Linked DNA regions of Ovis aries: region 1 is linked to region 2. Evidence: chromatin contacts called from public Hi-C data. All regions are on one chromosome and are shown on one strand. Each heading gives the region's core, a stretch centred on a gene start, on an enhancer-like site or on the middle of the called end of the contact. The rest is flanking DNA. Distances are from core to core; before and after follow the strand shown.

Region 1 (6,596 bases), core at 1,923-4,422, 230 kb before region 2:
CAAAGGTCTGCCTAGTCAAAGCTATGGTTTTTCCAGTAGTCGTGTATGGATGTGAGAGTTGGACCATAAAGAAGGCTGAGCACCAAGAATTGATGCTTTTGAACTGTGGTGATGGAGAAGACTCTTGGGAGTCCCTTGTACTGCAAGGAGATCAAACCAGTCAATCCTAAAGAAAATCAATTCTGAATACTTACTGTAAGGACTGATGTTGAAGCTGAAGCTCCAATACTTTGGCCACCTGATGAGAACGGCCAACTTATTAGAAAAGACCCTGATGCCGGGAAAGATTGAAGGCAGGAGGAGAAGGGGGTGACAGAAATGAGATGGTTGGATCGCATCACCAACTCGATGGACAGGAGTCGGAGCAAATTCCAGGAGATGGTAAAGGACAGGGAAGGCTGGCATGCTGCACTCCATGGGGTCACAAAGAGTCAGACACAATTTAGCGACTGAATAACCACCAAAAGGCTTGAATGCACTGAACTTCCCCTTCACCAAAATCTTAAGAGACTGACCTTCCCCCACTGTCTCTTTGGAGCAGTCTCACAGAGTTATCTGAGGTGCTTATCTCCTGGGCTGCAGTCCTCATTTTGCCCCAAATAAAACTTAATTCCCAACTCATGCATTTTTTTTAGTCAACAGTATGAATCTTACCTCAAGCTATGGACTCCATGGTACATACTCTCCCTGACCCCTAATTCATATGTTAAAGCCCTAACCCTACTATGTGAAGCTTTTTGGAGATAAGGGGTCTTTGGGAGGTAATTTACATGAGGTTAGGAGTGAGGCCTTTATGGTAGGACTGCTCTTTCAAGAGGGAGAGGTTCAAACAAAGGTTCTCCAGAGCAGTGAAAAAATAAATCCCTGTTGTTTAAGCCATCTAGTCTATGACATTTTGTTGTGGCAGACCAAGCCAACTAGGACACTGTAGGGCTGAAATCTATGTTGATAGCGATTCTATACTTTTCTGGTGTCTGCTGCTGCTGCTGCTAAGTCGCTTCAGGCATGTCCGACTCTGTGAGACCCCATAGACGGCAGCCCACCAGGCTCCCCTGTCCCTGGGATTCTCCAGGCAAGAATACTGGAATGGGTTGCCATTTCCTTCTCCAATGCATGAAAGTGAAAAGTCAAAGTGAAGTCACTCAGTCGTGTCGGAATCTTAGCGACCCCATGGGATTTTCCAGGCAAGAGTACTGGAGTGGGGTGCCATTGCCTTCTCCTTTCTGGTGTCTAGAAGCACTCATTTAATCTGTTCTTTAAAAACTCAGCAGATGGTCAGAAAACACCTGCTGTCTGTATCACTATCATCTGTAGAACCTATATATTAATTATTATATTGAAGGACAATCACCATTAGCCCCCTTATCCTCACATTATTGCTTTCTCATTTAATGTTCCCAACAGCCCTAAGAAACATGTATCATTATTTCCACTTTCCAAGTGAGAAAACTGAAGCATCAGGAAGTCTGAAGAATACATAGCAGAACTGGGATTTGAATCCCATTCTGCCATGATCCAAAGTTTATGCTTTTCCTATCAAGCTGCATGGTCTGTCCTTGGACATTATAATGGGGAAAAAAAAATGTCTTAGAACAACCTAATTTGTGAATAAAGAATGGTCATCTTTGAAATAAGGCAATAGTGACCACTTTTAAAGTAGGAAATGACATACCAAGAATAGCTGAAATGCTAAATTTAGTGCCATTCACTATAAACTTAAATCTATTAAAACACATACACACAAGGCTACCAAATAAAAATGAATACTCTGTCTTATCCAAGTATTTTTAAACGTAAAAAGGAAGCAATTTCATCAGTGCAGATAAAAGTATTCACACAGAAAAAAAAATACAAATTTATGTAATATTAAGACAATTCCTGTCTCCTTAAGCCTAATGTAGGCAAATTTAAACGACTATGTAGACAGAAAACTGACAAGAGTGAACCATGAACACTTACCAATAACATTATGTTTTGAACTGAACGGGTCTACAATTGTTTGATCTCTATAACTTCGAAAACCCTGGATAATAACCTAACAAACAGAAGAGAGATTTTTTTCAGAAAGAAATAACATGCCCCAAAAGAAATAACCTCTAAGCTAGTATTTTCCTTTTGCCCTCCTTCCCTTTCTGGTTTCCCATTTAATGCCAAATAGAAAAATTCCCATGTCAGAGAAGAAAAATTTATCTTGGAAAATGATTTAAAAATCTTCTTAAAACTGCCCGTATATCAGTAACCACTACCAGTGTTGCTTAAGAGAAGTTATAATTAGTAACCTGTTAGGGAGCGCTCAAAATCAAATACACTGGGTAAGGCTGGCTGGAACACTAACCATCAGAGGGCCGGATAAAAGTCTTATCAAGTATGCAGGGGGGCTCAGCGGTCCTGGGCGCCCCTTTCAGTCACACTCTGACCAAAAAAGAGCCGCCCATCCAGGACAGGACTGCTCCGAGTCCAACACATCCAGCCGAGAAACTTCTCTTAACGAGTGTGAATGGGCTCATTTTCGGGGTGGCCTCCAGCGCGGGAAGACCATTTTGACAGAAAGTAAACAACGGAATGAGGAGGCGCTACACATTCTGCAGGAAGGAGGGACCCTTTCACGTCTCCGGTAACTCGGGGAGGAGCGAGGCCCCTGGCTAAGCTGACACCCAGCTTGGACCCCACAGGCGTCCCGAGGCCGGGGACACCCTCTCTTCACACACGCCACGCAAAAGGCTCGCGAGGGGGCTGCCTAGCCCCACAGGACCAAGCTGCTTCTCGTCCACCCGGGAGGGCCCGGTTCCCTCCAAAAGGCCCACGTCGCCAGCCCCTCCAGCTCTCTCCGCTAGAGCCCGCCTCCCTCAGACAAGCGCCCTGCGGAGAGGCTCGGGCTGCAAAGGGGCGGCTCGGGCTGCAAAGGGGCGCCCCGAGCTGCGCCCCTCCCCCACAGTCCCTGTCCAGCCCCGCGCCACCCTGCAAGAAGCAACACCCCCGACAGGAGCTGTCCTCACGAGCCCCTGAGGGGCGGGAGGGACGCACAGGCCTCACCTGCTTTATGTACATGGTTCCGTGCCCCTGGCCGGCGAGAAGGGCTCCCGGCGAGCAGCAACAACTCGGCAGCGGGGTTAGGTGAGGCGCCTAAACGACCCCACCCCCCAAGGCGCCGCTTGCACCCCTCGAGCCAAACAAAATGGCGGCGCCCATGGAGGCGGAGTCCCCGCCTCGGACGGAACCACCCTCGCAGCTTCCCTCGGAACGTGGGGGGAATCAGAGTCAGATCTGCTCTGTATTTTTAGCAAAAGAGCCTTCTGCGATGTCGCTAGCTGAATTTCATGTGACTCCTCAATTTTTCAATGAATTTTCCCTGAGAAGTAGTCGGAAACTTCATTCGGAAAAGCCTTGGTCGTGAGATTGACCTGTATACCCTCCGAGCGGGCAGCCAATGGTTGCGGCCACAAGGTGGCGAAAGGTTCGGCGCCAAAGCTGAGAGAGGGTGTCCAAGCGCCAGTAGCCGTGCGAGTTGACGGCCCCGTGGTCTCGCGCTGTTTGGAAATACCGAGCTGGGGCGGGCGGCGCGGCTGCCCGAACCTGTAGTGTACACGACCTGGGGGGAAACTCGGGGGGCAGAACCCCTGGTCCTCTATTATTCTCTCTCTTGTGTAACTTAGAATGGCCCCCGCTGACTCTGGACTCCCCACTCTCAGGACAGCCCCAAAGGGACTTGACGCTAGAAAATTAATTTTAATAATGTCATAGTTATTAATATCCCAGAGCTGTTACTGCTCTGCCAATTGGTATAAATCTAGGCAGATTGGACAACTGGAACGCAAAGATTTATTTAAGATTAAAACCCCTCCCCCCCTTTTTTTCCTAACAGCCTAAAAGCTTGGAGGTGCTAGTGGCAACCCTGGGCGTATCTGATCTGCACCAATCGCAGGAGAAAAACTCGGATCTCTGGGCCGCTGTAAAATTACCTGCCACTCAGCACTCAAGTTGGTCGGTCCTCGCCACCCGTCCCGCTACGGCGGACAGTTCTAGCGCTGATTATTTCTACATTGAGCTATTTCAAATGACTAACTTCGTCCCTGTCAACGCCTCTTGGTGCTGGAAGAAGACTTTATGTATGTACCTTTTTAATAGATGAAGAGGACAGGGACACTTCAGGGAAAACAAATGACTTATTAGAGGAGGCAAGGGAAAGAAAAAGAGCACTTCAGGGAAAACATACCACTTTTAGGAAAGTCAAACCGGCCCTTAGGAGAAGAGATGGAAGTCGCTGGTTTTTGCGACTTTGAGTATTACTTCCGTGATGAGACCAAACAAACTGAAAAGTTTTAGTTTGGAGCAGAGAAAGATTCATTGCGAGGAGAATGGGGCAGCTTATGTTCAAAAAGCACAAACTACCCAATGGTTTTCTGGGAAGAGTTTTGATAAGCAAATTTTGGAGGAAGGGCTGCAGAGGTGTGTGACCTGGTATAGTAACGGTGATATTCCAGGACTCTCAATTAGCCCTCTTGTTCCAGCCAGTCGGGGGTCCACATGCTTGCGCTCAGCCTTCATTTACCGTTCTTGATCTGCCTGGGGGACTTAGTGCCTGTAGAAGAACTCAAGAGATGTGTACCAGATTGTAGTGTGTGTACCTTGAAAAAGAACCAGGACCCCTCCCCATCACTGCTCTATTGTTTCTTGCCTCCTTTTAATTTCTTTCTACATTCCTTCACTCCCCTAGTTAGTAACTTTGAGTATCCCCTTTGGAATCCAGGGAAAATCTAGGAGGCTGAAGCCTTTTTCTTACAAACAAGAAATGGGAGACACAGGTTTTTGGTATGAGGCAGGGCCCCCAGGGTCCTGCCTGGATTCAGTAACACTCAAAAATCTAACTGCTCCCTTTCTCCGATGGGTCAGTTACTCTGATAACTTTCAGGGTCAGATTGGAGGAATAAATATACTGAATATATTTGCAGGAGGAATACACCTTGCTCAGGACCCAGCCTTCTGTTCGGTTTATGGGCTGTGGTGTGGGATCTGGCTAAAGTCTATAAACTGGGTGAAAGGTTGTGATTTTTCTGCTGTGGTGACTGACATCAGCCTCCACTCACCTAAACCTAATCTAATATAGTATGTAAATGAACCTCTACCACAACTGGCTGCCTATTTCACTCCTAGGAACAAGGTGGTCTTAGCTGTAACCATAGACTCCTTAAATGTAAGGGCTAAAAATAGAAAATCGTAGATGATAATGTAGGAGTAAATCTTTGTGACTATAAATCAGGCAATGGTTTCTTAAACATGACACTAAAAGCACAAGCGATGAAAGAAACATAATTTATACTCTATGAAAACTTTTGTGCAGGGACTTCCCTGGTGGTCCAGTGATTAAGAATCTGTCTGCCAATGCAAGGGACACCAGTTCCATTTCTGGTCTGGGAAGATCCCATGTGCCCTGGAGCAATTAAGCCCGTATGCCACAACTACTGAGCCTGTACTTTAGAGCCTGCAAGCCATAGCTACTGAACCCTGCACACTCTAGGGCCTGTGCTTCTCAACAAAAGAAGCCACCACAATGAGAAGCCCTCATAGTGCAAGAAAGAGTAGCAACTTCCCCCCGCCACCCACACCACCACCCTCTGCAGCTGGAGAGAAAAGCATGAAAGCTGTGCACAGCAACAAAGACTCAGCACAGCTGGAAAACCAAAACAAAACAAAACTTTTGTGCATCTAAACAAATAAAACAAGAAGAAAATACTTGTGAATTTTATTGATATATTTGAAAAGGGACTTGTTTCTGAAATATATAAGAACTCTTACAATAACAATAAGAAGACAACTTGATTTAAAAATGGGTAAAAGATTTGAATACACGTTTTCCCAAGTGGTCAGTAAACTTATGAAAAGATGCTCACCATCATTAGCCACAGTCAGCTACCACTTCATACGCACTAGGATAGCTAGAATAAAAAAGACAGACAATGACAGGTGTTAGCTTGGATATGGAGAAATTGGAACTGTCTTACTGCTGCTGGGAATGTCAAATGTTGCAGCCACTTTGTTCCTCGAAAATTTAGATGTGGAATTACCACATGACTCACAGTTTCATTTCTAGGTATATATGCAAGAGAAATGAAAACTTCCGCACAAAAATGTGTATATGAATGTCCATAGCAGCGTTATTCTTAACAGCTAAAAGGTAGAAATAACTTAAATGTCAATCAACTGGTAGATGAGTAAAATGTGCTCAATCCATACAATAAAGTTCAGTTCAGTTCAGTTGCTCAGTCGTGTCCGACTCTTTGAGACCCCATGATTCGCAGCACGCCAGGCCTCCTTGTCCATCACCAACTCCCGGAGTTCACTCAGACTCACATCCATCGAGTCAGTGATGCCATCCAGCCATTTCATCCTCTGTCGTCCCCTTCTCCTCCTGCCCCTAATCCCTCCCAGCATCAGAGTCTTTTCCAATGAGTCAACTCTTTGCATGAGGTGGCTAAAGTACTGGAGTTTCAGCTTTAGCATCATTCCTTATGATTCAGCAATAAAAAGTAATACTGATACACACTGAAGATTGTACTGACACATACACTTAAGAATACCAAAGGGAAAAAGAAAAAACA
Region 2 (7,479 bases), core at 2,521-5,020:
ACAACAGACTGGTTCCAAATAGGAAAAGGAGTATGTCAAGGCTGTATATTGTCACCCTGCTTATTTAACTTCTATGCAGAGTACATCATGAGAAACGCCGGGCTGGAAGAAGCACAGGCTGGTATCAAGATTGGCGGGAGAAATATCAATAACCTCAGATATGCAGATGACACCATACTTACGGCAGATAGTGAAGAGGAACTAAAAAGCCTCATGATAAAAGTGAATGAGGAGAGTAAAAATGTTGGCTTAAAATTCAACATTCAGAAAACCAAGATCATGGCATCTGGTCCCATCACTTCATGGCAAATAGATGGGGACACAGTGGAAACAGTGGCAGACTTTATTTTTGGGGGCTCCAAAGTCACTGCAGATGGTCACTGCAGCCATAAAATTAAAAGACGCTTGCTCTTTAGAAGAAAAGTTATGACCAACCTAGACAGCATATTAAAAAGCAGAGACATTATTTTGCCAACAAAGGTCCATCTAGTTAAAGCTATGGTTTTTCCAGTAGTCACGTATGGATGTGGAGTTGGAGTATAAAGAAAGCTGAGCGCCGAAGAGTTGATGCTTTTGAACTATGGTGTTGGAGAAGACTCTTGAGAGTCCCTTGGACAGCAAGGAGATCCAACTAGTCCATCCTAAAGGGTATTAGTCCTGAAAATTCACTGGAAGGACTGATGCTGAAGCTGAAACTCCAAAACTTCGGCCACCTGATGCAAAGAACTGACACATTTGAAAAGACCCTGATGCTGGGAAAGATTGAAGGTGGGAGAAGGGGATGACAGAGGATCAGATTGTTAGATGGCATCACCGAGTCAATGGAAATGAGTTTGAGTAAACTCCGGGAGTTGCTGATGCACGTGGAGGCCTGGCATGCTCCAGTCCATGAGGTTGCAAAGAGTCCAACACAACTTAGCGACTGAACTGAACTTACTGAATGATTTGATAATTGATCATAGTCATTATTCTTTTAATGTCAAGACTGACTCATCTTTGGCCAATGCAGTTCCCTCAAGCTGGGTTCTGTTAGTTTTTGACTTGATCCTAAGAATTTGGGGGCATTTTCTTGTTTTATGGCAAGATGTTTCAGGCTCACGTTTGTACTGTTGTACTTTTCTGGCCTGAGACCCTAACTCCATCATTTCTCCAAGAAACACTGTTTCTTTCATGGGGAATGGTATTTAGATATCAACATATGGGCACACTCCACTAGGATAACATTACCTCTAAGATATATAAATATATATATATTCAAATTTCAAATTTAACACCAGAGGACTTTTCACAAAAGAATTTTCTTTAATATTTGTTCCCTCTTATTAGAGTTTTAACTAACAAAATTACTAATTATTCACTTTATCTAGAGTAGACATAAAAGTTTTAAAATTATCTTACCTTACCAATACTACTATTAGCAATAAATCTGTGATGTTTGAGACTTTTTTTGGTTCTCTTCTTTTTACCCTCAGAACATATTCTGAATATGTTCTGAATGCATTGTACCCCCAAAACTACTCAATAGGCAGAAAAAGCCAGTAGCTTGCCCTGAGACAAATCCCCATGTAAACATTCAAAACACATCTTATGATTAAAAAGGGCAAAGGGTATAGTTATTATTACTATGTGCACATCTCTCATCACATTAGGCATCTGTATAGACAGCAAAAATGTAGGAAAATTTGGGGCTACTTCAGTGAAGGGATATAACAAAAGCTAAGCTAAAGAATGCAACCTCCCATTTAACCAACATGTATAAATATATGAATTTAGCGCATAGGTTTACGCTCTGCAAAGAGTTAGTGCATTCCAAAGGCATGGCTATGCTTTAATTTTCTTTAGGAGTGAAAGGAAATAGCTGTGGCATCTTTAAACTTTATTTACTGAGTTCAATAAAATAAATACCAGGTTTAAAGAACTAAAGGTTTTTGATACTGTTGTTTTTGAAAAATAAACATGATTAAATTTTGAGTCAGAATGTTTTAAGAAAAATCCGACACTGAAAGAGGATTTTGACACTTCAAAGGAGGTGGTAAGTCAGAACACCTATTTGAAGTAGCAGGCTTAGTCAAAGCTTATACTTGCTTCAGTTTTGTCTTTAAAAATACACCAAATCATAGTGAAAAATAAATGAATACATGTAGTTTATAATGCTGCCTGGCACACACAACTGTTCTCTCTTTGTGAGAACTAATAACATTCAATATAACTTTTCTTTCCAAATATATTCTATGTTGCACAGAAGGAGAGATTAAAGGCAATCCTAAAAACAAAAAGTTATCAAAAAACTTTACTGGAGCTTATACATATTTTCCTATTCTCTGATCTAGGGGTTCATGAAGAGTTCTTATGTGGCAAACTTACACAGCTGTAAAATTTATTTTCAAGGAAGATCCTCCTGGCGTTAGTTCTTAAAATATACAATTAAAATAAGAGCAACTGTCAAAAACTACATCGTGTTTTTAACATATTTTTAATAAAGGGCATCCCCTCTGGTTTGTCTTCCCTCTTCATTCCAGCTACAGGTGGCTGCCCTCTGCAGCAGTTTCAGTTCTTACAAGTTGACTGCCACAAACCTGACCTAGTTTCATCTCTACAGGTTCTCTGACTCAATGAGGGATGTGTGCGTTTGTACAAAACAAAACAGGGAATTTTCTTTCCTGGCATTCATAGAGCCTCTTCGTGTCTCAGGTCTTTTTAGTTGTTGTAGTTTTTTTTTTTTTTTTAAATTGGAGAAAACTACATGCGTATGGGGGAAAGATTAAAAGTAGGAAGGATAATCAGTGAAAACATTTGGGTTCCACTGCAAATCTCTAGATAGATTTGTATATCCGTCCCTAAATAGTATATATTATTACACTTAAAACACATCTCTTTTTAAACATTAAGTGCTTACACAATCTGCTTATATTCAAGATTATAACTTGGAGACTGTTCCCTTGCGGGTGGCATTATATAACCTAATTAAAACCAGGAAGTGCTTATAAAAGGTATATATATATATTTTTTAATGGTAGGAAAGGCCTTTGTTTACAACGGTAAACGGAAAAGGGGAGGATACACAGCTCCTGCTCCTGGGGCGGTCCACAGCCTGGGTAACCGCCCTCGAAAAGTCAAAATAGGTTTTAAATAATCTAATCTACTGTCCAATAGGTTCTGCCACAATCTAATCAGCTTTCTGATGCCATTAGGACTTTTACTATTCTATTAATATGAAGCAGTGGTTCTCACACTCGAGCGGACATTGGTATCCCCTACAAGGCTTACTGAAATAGGCTGCTGCGCCCATCTTCAATGTTTCTGATTCAAAGGTCTGCGGTGGGTGTTGAAAGTATGTATTTATAGTGTATTATTTTTGCAATAAATTATAAATTACTGTAAAAAATAAACACCAGGCAATGCTGATGGTGCTGGGACCAAATTCTGAGAACCAGCCTCTAGGAAGAATTCTGTATTAAACCTGCCACCCAGCACCCTGAGAACCTCAGGATCCGCCGGACTGAGCCCAGACCTAAAATAACAAACGGACTCCCCAGTCCGAGCCGGAACTAACAGAAGACGAACCTACATCCGGCGCCTGGCGCATCCCAGTACGTCATTTCCTACCTATCCGCCCTTTCCCCCCTCCCACCTCGTCCTCCCCGCTCCCCGTCCCCGACCCCGGCGCGGTCCACTTCACGTCCCTGACGTGATTAAGGACCGGCGGCTTAGAGGGCACTAGGAATCACGTGAATCGAGAGACATCTCGCGAGGAGTTTTAACCTCTCGCGAGACTTCACCCGCCTCTTCTATACCTCTTTCCAGTCCCCGGCTTTGGTTCTCCCCAGTTCACTCCCGGCTGAGACCCGAATTTCTAGCCCGGGTTAACTAGTTGTCGACGCGGACTGTTTTGTTGCTGCTGCTGTTGCTGTTGCTGCCACCGCTGGGCTCATTTGCCCCCTACCCCTTCCCGCCGCCACTCTCCCAACCCCACACAAGGTAACGCGATGAGGGAGACAGTGAGGCCTCGCTGGGCCTCGACCTCTCACGAGTTGAACCGGAGGCCAGAGGCCGAGGCCGCAGTGGAGACGCGCGGGCGCCGGCCTCCTCTTCCACGCAGAGTTGAGCCCAAGCGTCCCTGAACGGGGTTGGGCTGGGCGCGGGAGGCATCTTAAGGACGCCCTCGGCCCTTCTGTGCGGAGCCTGTTTGCGGGTGGGGCTCCGGTTCCTGGGGCCTCGGCTCCGTTCTTGTTTTCGGTTTCCTTGGAAGTTGTTGGAATTTCGAGGTCTGAGATGGTCGAGCTAGTTGTGGCGGGCTTTGAGGTGTAGGGTGACTGAAGGGAAGCAGCCTGGCTTGCACCAACCCTTTTGAAGTACTTCCAGGTTCTGGGCTGCGGTTGGCCGGGATTTGTTACACAGACCGGTCTCGGAAACCCTGTACGTTTGCTAATAAAGCGAGAAAGAATTCTCTCCGGCCTTATTTTCAGGAGAAGTACGAGCTGGATTTAGTGAAAGGCCCGTAGTTTAGATTGCCTAAATTGGAGAGCATCTGTGATGTTTCTTTTACTGCAGAAAAATACATTGGCAGTATTTTAAGTGACTGCGTGAAAAGATTTTTGCAGTGTGGAGAAGTTTCTGAACACACGCATTATAACTCTTGTGGAGAAAGTCGTAGTTAATCCAAAAGCCATTTATATTTGGCTTTCGAAGTACTTTTTAGCCCTTAAAAATTGGAAGCCTCAAATCTTTCAACAGTTTAGTGCCTTCTATTTTAATTTTTGGTGATGTGATATAACAGTCCTGTTCCTTGAGCCTAACACAATGTCTCTTCCCTGTTAATAGTTTAAAGAAAATTAGAAATTATTCTCCCTTTTCCTCTTATCTCGTTTTCTGTTTCTATATGGAATGTATCTTACATGTTTATAATCTTCAGAATACTAGTAGTAATAAATTATGCTGCAGTGAATTATGATGAGTTGGGAACAAAATGGGTAAGGGTTAATTCAGGCCGACAGGAAAAAAATGTTTCTCTTATGTTTTGTTTTTTTGGTTCTGTTTTCATGACTTTATTCTTTATTTTCACCAGATGTCAGAGGATCTAGCAAAGCAGCTGGCAAGCTACAAAGCTCAACTCCAGCAAGTTGAGGCTGCGCTGTCTGGAAATGGAGAAAATGAAGATTTACTAAAATTAAAGAAAGATTTACAAGTAAGTATGGGGCAATACATAATAGCTTCATTGCTTGAAAAGAGTATTTCTGTGGCTTATAAGTGGCTTATTGCCTAGAATCTATGGGTACCCATAATACCTTTGGAGGGAGTGTTTCTCCCCTTCACACCCCTTGTGTGTACATGTGTGCACCCACAGAGGCATACTTGGCTTCTAAGAGAAGGGTTGCTTCCTCAGTTTGTGTACATCAAAACAGCTGAAACATTGTTCTTTGTTGTGTCATCCTTATATGCTCTTATAATTTTTAAAAGTAAGAGCTAAAAAAATAAAAAAATTAAAAAAAATAAAAGTAAGAGCTAATAAGTCACTATCACTCTAGAAAAAGAGGTACATATAACTTGACAGTGGATAATGTTTCTGTTTGTAAAGACTTGGAAAAGTAATTTTACTTCAAAGGGTAACTAAAATTAAAAGAGGAAAATATAGCTTAATCAGATTATATCAGATTCTTTTCAGTGCCACAAGATTTCTTTGAAAATGAAATAGAGCACCCATGCCAGAGATCCTGTGTGTGTGTGTAAGTGTAACAAAGCTAGCTCTAGTGCCTGTGTTGAAAACACATTATAAAAATGCCTAAAGAGATGTTTGTTTTCTGCATAAATGTTACATAATGTTTGAACTTAAGGCTAGGTCTTATATGTAATTATTGACACTTATTAGCAACTTGAAATTAAACCGAATCTATGTAAAAAGACGACCTGGATTTAATGTGTTCCTTTTGTCCTGGAAGAGCAGTAAGTATGAAACCGGCTTTTTAAAACTTCCTCTGGGGTTTCAAGACAAACATAAAGCCATAGAAGTAAATATCTATTATTTCTCACAACCCTAGGTTGATTAATAAAAACACCATATATAATATTTGTAAATATCTATGGCTTTTCATCTAATTCTGAATCTGATTTTTTGGAGAGTTTTAAAAGATGTTTTGATTAGATGACTTATCTTCACTGATTCAAAACAACTCGAATCATCTTCATACTACATATCATTTCTCTCTGTTTATATCAGCCTCTTGCCAATTAAAATGATCAATATTTTAGGGATAGTAGAACTGCAAACAAGCAAAACTTATTTGAAATGGGGTCCAGATTCACAATTCTAAAAGCCTACCTGGGCATAATTTAAATGAGTTGAATATTTTTAGGTTCAATTTCTGGATTTAGGATAGATGTGCGTGAAGTTGCAATAGTATGTTATTTAAAAACAAACAAAAAAACAGAAACCAAAGCCTCTCTTCAGTATGTAGCAGTCAGGTCAGTGGATTTCAGGGAGCTAGTCAGTAAGAAAAAGATGTTTTGGGAGCAGTTTCTCCCATCTCAGGCCAACTTTCTGCTTGTCTTAGAGAGCCTGACCTACCCCCATCTCTCTCTCTCTCTCTCTCTCTCTCTCTCTCTCTCTCTCTCTCATTAAAAACCAACTTAAAAGCAGTCCTTTTTTCCTTTGAAGAAAGTGAAACATTGTGTCAATGTTGTATACATTGCTTCCTATATTTAATTGGCAGTAAGAAGGAGGGGTATATGTGGAACTGGTGGAGCAGGGAGTTGGGAGTGAAGACAGCATTATTATGAGTCTTGGTATTTTAGTATTTCTGGAATATATTTCAGAGTCTGGGCAGAATTGTGTTAGGACATGATCTATAGTGGAAGTACTGTAGGGAGGGAGACCATTGCTGTAGGCATTGTAGTAACCAGGTAAATGGCTTACTTAGGGTTCAGTTAATAATGACCTGGAGGTCATTCTGTAAAATATTCTTTTTTAAATAACCATTTTGAAAGACATTGTCCAATAGAACTTTCTGTGGTGATGGAAGTACTCTATATCTGCTATTTAATATTATAGCTGCTAGGTACATGGGGCTGTCAAATACTTGGAATAAGACTAGGATGGCTGAAAAACTGAATTTTTAATTTTAGGTAACCATATGTGGCTACCATATCAGATGGCACAGATTTAGAAGTGCACGTTCTAACACTTCAGTTAGCAATAACAGAGAATGTTTTTCCCGACCAATCTTGACCTCAAATTCTTTTCCTTTCATGGAAAAAAAGCAGTCATTTTGGTTACTAGATACAGGTTTGTTTTTGAACTGAAAACTACTCAAAGATGGAAAACATCGTTTAATATTAGAGAAAATTCTGAAAAATATTTTGCTATCTGCTTCCATCTAGTAATTGTTATCTCCATTGACTATAGCTACAGTTTCTATTTTGTCATAGGTTTTTGTTTTTTAAAAAATCCTTTTCCTTCCTTGCTTTCTGGGATATGCCTTGGGC

The links. Hi-C and Micro-C count contacts between places; a contact is called where the count stands out from the background.
Region 1: a contact with region 2 is called in a Hi-C map of muscle, with 5 times the contacts expected there. The contact joins the promoter of SMC3 here to the promoter of SMNDC1 in region 2. A contact is called at or near these places in 14 of 16 Hi-C or Micro-C datasets (blood, hypothalamus, liver and 7 more).

The regions. Positions count from the first base shown.
Region 1 is chr22:30,646,712-30,653,307 of ARS-UI_Ramb_v3.0, reverse strand. SMC3 (structural maintenance of chromosomes 3) reads right to left here and starts at 3,172. Exons shown (of 28, transcript XM_060404450.1): 1 at 3,034-3,172; 2 at 1,960-2,035. The coding sequence starts at 3,048.
Region 2 is chr22:30,417,338-30,424,816 of ARS-UI_Ramb_v3.0, reverse strand. SMNDC1 (survival motor neuron domain containing 1) reads left to right here and starts at 3,770. Exons shown (of 6, transcript XM_004020187.5): 1 at 3,770-3,978; 2 at 5,066-5,185. The coding sequence starts at 5,066.